Linked DNA regions of Rattus norvegicus: region 1 is linked to region 2. A link is a contact called in public Hi-C data. All regions are on one chromosome and are shown on one strand. Each heading gives the region's core, a stretch centred on a gene start, on an enhancer-like site or on the middle of the called end of the contact. The rest is flanking DNA. Distances are from core to core; before and after follow the strand shown. Region 1 holds the start of Hic1 (HIC ZBTB transcriptional repressor 1). Region 2 holds the start of Mnt (MAX network transcriptional repressor).

Evidence for each region. A called contact is a pair of places that touch in the nucleus more often than the background predicts.
Region 1: a Hi-C map of mammary epithelial cells shows a contact between it and region 2, with 2.2 times the contacts expected there. The contact joins the promoter of Hic1 here to the promoter of Mnt in region 2. A contact is called at or near these places in 2 of 12 Hi-C or Micro-C datasets (Schwann cells and mammary epithelial cells).

Annotation. Positions count from the first base shown.
Region 1 is chr10:60,516,179-60,519,211 of GRCr8, reverse strand. It overlaps Hic1 (HIC ZBTB transcriptional repressor 1), which reads left to right and starts at 1,767. Exons shown (of 2, transcript NM_001422893.1): 1 at 1,767-1,908.
Region 2 is chr10:60,196,495-60,199,618 of GRCr8, reverse strand. It overlaps Mnt (MAX network transcriptional repressor), which reads right to left and starts at 1,660. Exons shown (of 6, transcript NM_001105807.2): 1 at 1,184-1,660. The coding sequence starts at 1,256.

The sequences.
Region 1 (3,033 bases), core at 518-3,017, 320 kb before region 2:
ACACTTCCGCTTCAGACCCAAGGCATATCCGTCGACAGAGACCCTGTTCAGTTCTCCCAGAGCTCAGAAATTGCGGAGCCCACTGTGGGACTGCAGTGTTTGTCTTGTATGGACACTGTTCGGAGACACAACGTAGTAAGTGGATTAGATGGAGCCGGAGCACACCGCCGCGAAAGCCTGGTGAGTCTTGAGGACTCTTCGAACCAGAAGCCTAGGCCTGGCGCTAAAGTCCCCGGCCAAAGAAACGCAGCCTCTAGGGGGCGCCCAAGACCTTGGTGTCTCACTGGTACAGCTAGAGGCCAGGCCGGCGGGCTCCGGGCGAGTGACTCAGCCACTACCTCAAGCGGGGGAGTGGGGGCTCGAGGACAGCGTGGGGAGCGGCAAGCGCAGCCCCCACCCGCCCTGAGCTCCGCGCGGTTGCTAAGCTCTCCAAGGCCTCTGAGAGATGAGATCCCCGGAACCTCATTGGTTACCATAGTAACTCTGCACCCCAGCCTCTCCGGCTTGGCCACGGAGGAAGGCACAGCCAATAAGAAGCTGTGGGCGGTTTGGGGGGACCCCCCCTGTGGTGTGGGCGGGGGTCAGGAGGTGCGGGGAAGAGGCGGAGCGTGGGCCACGGAGGCGCGGTGCCTGTAACGGTGCTTGTGCCTCCGCCCCGCTATGCAGGGACATTTCCGGTGAGCACCCAAGAGCTGGTGCACGGTCCCCTCCCTCCTAGAAGAGGCGTCGCCAACATGAATTGAGCCCTCCTTCATGTGGCGTATAGGATTTTTTTTTTTGAGGGGGGTCTCAAGCCGCCGGTTCTCGTGATATCTCTCGAATGGTGTATTGGAACAGTTTAGGATCCCTCAAAACTGTTTAGATGGGGGGTGGGGGAGTTGAGAGGCATGTCCCAAGGGGGCTTTGTCCAGCTACGTCCAGTGGAGGGTTCTAGGGTCCTTCTGGAGACCGGCAAGTTCGGGGAGGGCTCTTTGGTAGGTCCTCTTCCCTGTTTCACATACTAGCCTCTTCAGAAGCCCAAGACATTGGGACTCCGGGAGAGGGGCGGACTGCCTGTGTAAACATGCGCACCCTCGAGTGTCACTGCTGGGACAGTGTTTGAATGTGGACGGTTTATGATATGCATACTGATAACATGTGTCTGGGGGAGAGTTGGAATTTTTCTCCCCAGTGAGTTCAAGTGAATAATGGTGCTCAGAAATGCCTAATAAAAGCCACCCTCGTCCGGCTCCGAACTTATTTACCTTCAACTCACGTAAGATTTCTAAAATCGCCCTCTCACAACATACTGTCAGTAGTGTTCCAACCCGATCCCCCTTTTAAAGATAGGGCCTCATGTAGTAGAGGCTGACCTTGAACTCCTGGTCCTCTTGCTTCCAACTCCCGAGTGAATGCTAAGATGATTACAAGAGTGCGCCACCAGCCCTGGCTTGAGTTCCCCATTTGAAGACAGAACCTTTTCCGAATTGGTGCAATATTACTTTTAAATATGTACTCGGAAGCACTCAGCACAAAACCCCAAGGTTTACGGGACTCCCAGGTCCGATCGATATCTGGGTCTCCAGGTGGGCACATCTGGAAGCGCGCGAACCTTCAAGATCTCCAGCTCAGCTCCGCATCTGCAAGCCTCCAGCCCAGGTGTGCGCCAGAGGTCGCAGCCCAGCCGTACACAGCCCCGCGCGGCCGCGAGGTGGCGCCATGGCCGCAGCAGCGTCTGCCGGTTCGGGCCGCTCCAGATAAGAGTGTGCGAAAAGCGCGGAGGGGCTGAGACGCGATCAGGACGCGGGGAGGACGGACCGGCAAGACAGACCGACCGGGGGCCCGGCGGGCGGAGGGCAGCGCACTGCAGCCACGTCCCCCCCTGGATCCGCCGGCAGCCGGGCCCGGGGCTTCCGACATGCCCCCCAGGTGGGTCCTGGAGTTGGCGACAGGGAAGGGCCAGGGACCCGGGACAGTCCGGTCCTCGCGCGCCGGCCGCCTCAGGAGCATCCTCAGGCGTGGGCGCCCCAGTCGCGGCTGGCGCTTGGGGCTCTAAGTGTCTTCCCTAGAGGACTCGGGATGGCCCGACTGCTGCTCGGCGCCGGGTTCACGGCGGGGTCAGCGGCCCGGGGCCGGCTCTGCCCGCACATGGGCTGGGGAGGAGAGGGGAAGGCAAGGGGAGCCGGCGGGCGGGGCTGGCAGGGGCGCTGCCCTGGCACAGCTCGGCGCCTGGCAGCGGGGCGGGTGGGGCGCAGGCTAGGAGCTGCCACCGCCTCAGGGAGGGAAGCCGGGCTGGGCTGCCGCCGCAGGTAACGGGCCGGCGAGGCCCTGCGGGCCAGGCGGGGAACAGGGGCGGGCGTGCTCGCCGGAGGGCAGGGCGGCTTTAGGTTTGGTGTGGGTCCCCGCGGCCACCAGGCTGCTGAAATTGGGGGCCCAGAGGAGAAACTGGGGGCCGGGGAGAGGGGCTGGGGCCGGCGCGCTCCTCCCGCCCTTTCTGAAGTTGGGAAAGTTTTCCCCAAGTTTGGGGCGGCAGTGTTTCGGGGGAGACGGGGCGGAGGGGAGCTGGGGAAGAGATGTAGAGCCGAGGCCCGGGCTGGGTCCAGAACGCGGGTGGGGCGCAGGCCAGGGTCAGGGCCGCAGCCGGCTGTGCGCCGTGCCCGCCCGGGGCGCTGCCCCCTCCCTCCCCTGGGAGCTGCGTGGCTCCCCCCTCCCCCCCACCTGCTTCCTGCCTCAGCCTCCTGCCCCGATATAACGCCCTCCCCGCGCCGGGGCCCGGCCTTCGCGCTCTGCCCGCCACCGCAGCCACTGTCTCCGCTCCCCGTGCCGGGGCGGCGGGCCCAAACGAAGGCCTGACAGCCCCCGGCCAGGGCGGCGCCTGGATGGGCATCGTGCTCCTGTCTTCCTTATCACTTCCCCTAACCGGGGCAACTTCTCTCGAGGCGGGAGGCGCTTCTAAATCGGCTCCTTTTCTCCCCACTTGGGCAAACTTTTCGGCCCTGAATGACTTTTCCTGAAGCGGACATTTTACTTAAATCGGGTAATAGTCTCCGAAAG
Region 2 (3,124 bases), core at 411-2,910:
TAGTGGGTCAGTTAGATGTTACTTGGAGATGTCACTCTGAGATTCTGAGGATTTCCCTCGCTACAGGATCAAAAACAGGAGGCTTCAGCAAGAGCAGAGGCGAATATAGCTCCTCCTACCCAGGGCAAAGGCTCTCCCTGGGAGATGGCCAGCAACCAGAGCTAGAGGCCAACCCGACTCAAGGCCCCTCGCCAGCCCCGCCCAGGCCCCGCCCCCGGGCAACCGCGAGGAGGTGAGGAGGGGCCGGGCCTCACAGTCCCCAGCGGGAGTGTCCCCCGTGCACGTGGTCGGGGGCGGAGCCTGCTTACATCACCACTCTGGGTAACCAACGGGCTTGGGACGCAGGCACACGCAACATTCCAGCCAAGAGCGGGTTTGAAACGCGCAGACACGCCACATTCCACACCGGCTAAAGCAGGGCAAGGCAGGGGGGCCTAGGGCTGCCCCAGCGACCCGCGGGACACTCACATGCACCCAATCAGCGCAGCTCTCAGCCAAACCTTAGACGTGCGACCCAGCCCAGCTCTGGGAGGCGGGGTCAGGCGGGGCTGGCCAGGATCATAAGACACGCGATGTCATTTCATTCTGCAAAGGCCGCCTCCGCCCCAAGCAGCGCGTAGATCTGCCGGGAGCGCTCCCCGCACCCTCTAGCCCGGGCCAGGGAATCCGAAGAGCGGATCCGCGTAGAGTATTCCCCACCCCCACCCAGTTACGCACACGCCCACTCGTGTGCTGTACAAACACCCGTGTACACGTCCGTTCATCCGCTCTTTCTCGGCTCCCATCACACATCATCTTGCTGCACACACGCAAGCACACGCGGGTCTGCCACCCCCACACATCAACATCCCTCTCCCCATCCCCCGGTTCACACATTCTCAATGGTAGCGAGGGCGCCGCCCGCCCACAACTAAGGGGCCCCCCACTGAAGGTGTACGGGGTGCCAGGCAGCTAGGGTGGTACCCGCAGAAACTGGGTCCCTCTTTGCATGTTAATGAATTCATTAATTATTTTCAACGTTCGCATCACTCCTCCCGGATGGCAGCTCTTGTGGGGAGTCTGTGCCCGGCTTTTTAGGTCGCACCATAAAGGGGCCTGCCTGGGATTTCCAGTGAATTCGGGGATCGGGGTCACTGGCCTCCCCTTTTGCCCAGTGCCCCAGGGGCCCAACCGGGCCGCTCACCACGTGCTCTCTGTTGTTGCTGCGCTTGCCATTCCAGGAAGCGGGCCGCCTCCAGTAGCGTCTCTATGCTCATCGCGCCGAGAGCAGCCGGGGGCGCGCCGGGGCCAAGGCTGCGGCCCGCGAGCCAAGCACAGGTCAGGCTGGCGGGCCGGCAGGAGGGAGGGATCACCTCCGGGGGGCGACAGGGCTGGGCGGAGCAGCGCACTCCTCAGGAAAGAACGGGGGAGCACGGGGAGAAAAATCAATGTCTCCAAAATATTTGCAAAATAAAAATTTGCAAATTAAAAAAAATTTTGATGCAAAAAATAAAAAAGGCGCACTGCCTTCTTCCTTCCTTCTTCCTCTTCCTCTCTTCCGATGCCTCCCGCCCCGCGGCCCCCGGAGTCCCGCCGACAAGAAAGGGCTTTGCAACAAGATGGCGAGGAGGCACCGACACACACAACAAGGGAAGGAGCCGCGCTGCCCCCGGCCGCCGCCCCCGCTACTACACCGGGGCCGCAGCCAAAGCCCGGACCGGAGCCCCCGCCCGCAGGGCCGCGGCGTCTCACTGAGGGCGGGGTCGCGCCAAGGATAGCCCCGCCCATCGCGCGCGCACACGTGGCTTGGGTGGGGGTGAGAGATGGAACCAGGCTTCCGCGCTGTTTCCGCTCTCCCTATTTGCCCCTCCTCTCCGTGGCCAGCCACAAGTTAAACAGGGGTTGCGTGCTTGGGGCATTCACGGCGGGATCTGCCCTGCAGAAAGAATGGGAAGCCCAAGGCTTTGGTTAGCTGAGACGTGGTGACACAGGTCAGGGAGACCTACATTCTAACCTCCAGGTCTCTACACCCCACATAGACACGACCTAAATCCTGCAGCCGTCCGGTCTGTCGCAATTACACCCGGGATCCGCCCCTGGGCGGAGCTGACAGCGGACTGCTAGAGTCCTGACAGAGGGACCGGAGAGCTGATCCCGTTCCGGATTTTGTCTCTGTTCCTCCCCCCGCAGTGCGTTCGCATCCTATTAGGCTACATCACCAGGCCGCCCGCCAATGGGTGGGCAGGACAACACGGCATGGAGCAGCTCCACATGGACACCCCGCGCCGCCAGCCTTGGGTTTAAAGGGCCAGTGTCTTCAGGGTCGTATTAGCGGGTGCGGATAGGGCCACCGGGTGACGGTAAGGTGAGACACCTACAGGGGGAATTCCGCAGTCGTGCTGAGGCCCATCCCCTGCTTTACATCACCCTCCCATTCAAAACCAGGTCTTCCTTCTTCTAAATTCTTTGTCCACCAGTTTTGATATGGGTGGAGACAAAAAGTGTGCCACTCCAGAGGCCACCTCGTTGTTGGGCCCCGGCCCCAGTAGTCAAAGAGCGAAGCATCTGAAACCCAGGCCAAGGAGGCGTGGCCTAAATCAGGAACAACAACGTGGAGGGCGGAAGCTGTGCGCTACCCTGGCTGCCTGCTGGGCGCGGGGCGGGGTCGCTCACTAGGTTGGGCTGGAACCGCGCTCTCTCCTAAGCTCGCCAGTCAGCCTTTATCCTGACTCCAAGGTTTAGAGGACCTTCCTTGGGTACAATCAAAAAGATCTTTGAAGTCAGCTTGCCCAAATCATTGAACTTTGCAGGTAAGAAAACTGAGGCCCAAGTGAAGGGACTACTTCAACTGCTCCTTGTTCCATCGAAATCTGGTCAGACCTCTCTCAACCAACCGTCTGTCTCTTACCACCTCCGTCCTCACAAAAGTGAAGGACTATCAAACTGCAATGCAGGAAGGGTCTGAGCACTCACATATTCTTGATTAGGACAACAGAAATGTCCTATATCTGAAACCCAACCACACTGTATGGCTACTTTGGTGGAAGCCATACAATCTCCATTCGTACAATTAGCATTGAAAGCACTAAAATATCATGAGCACAATAGAGTCGACCGAGTTACTGTCTCAGTGCTAGGAATAGGC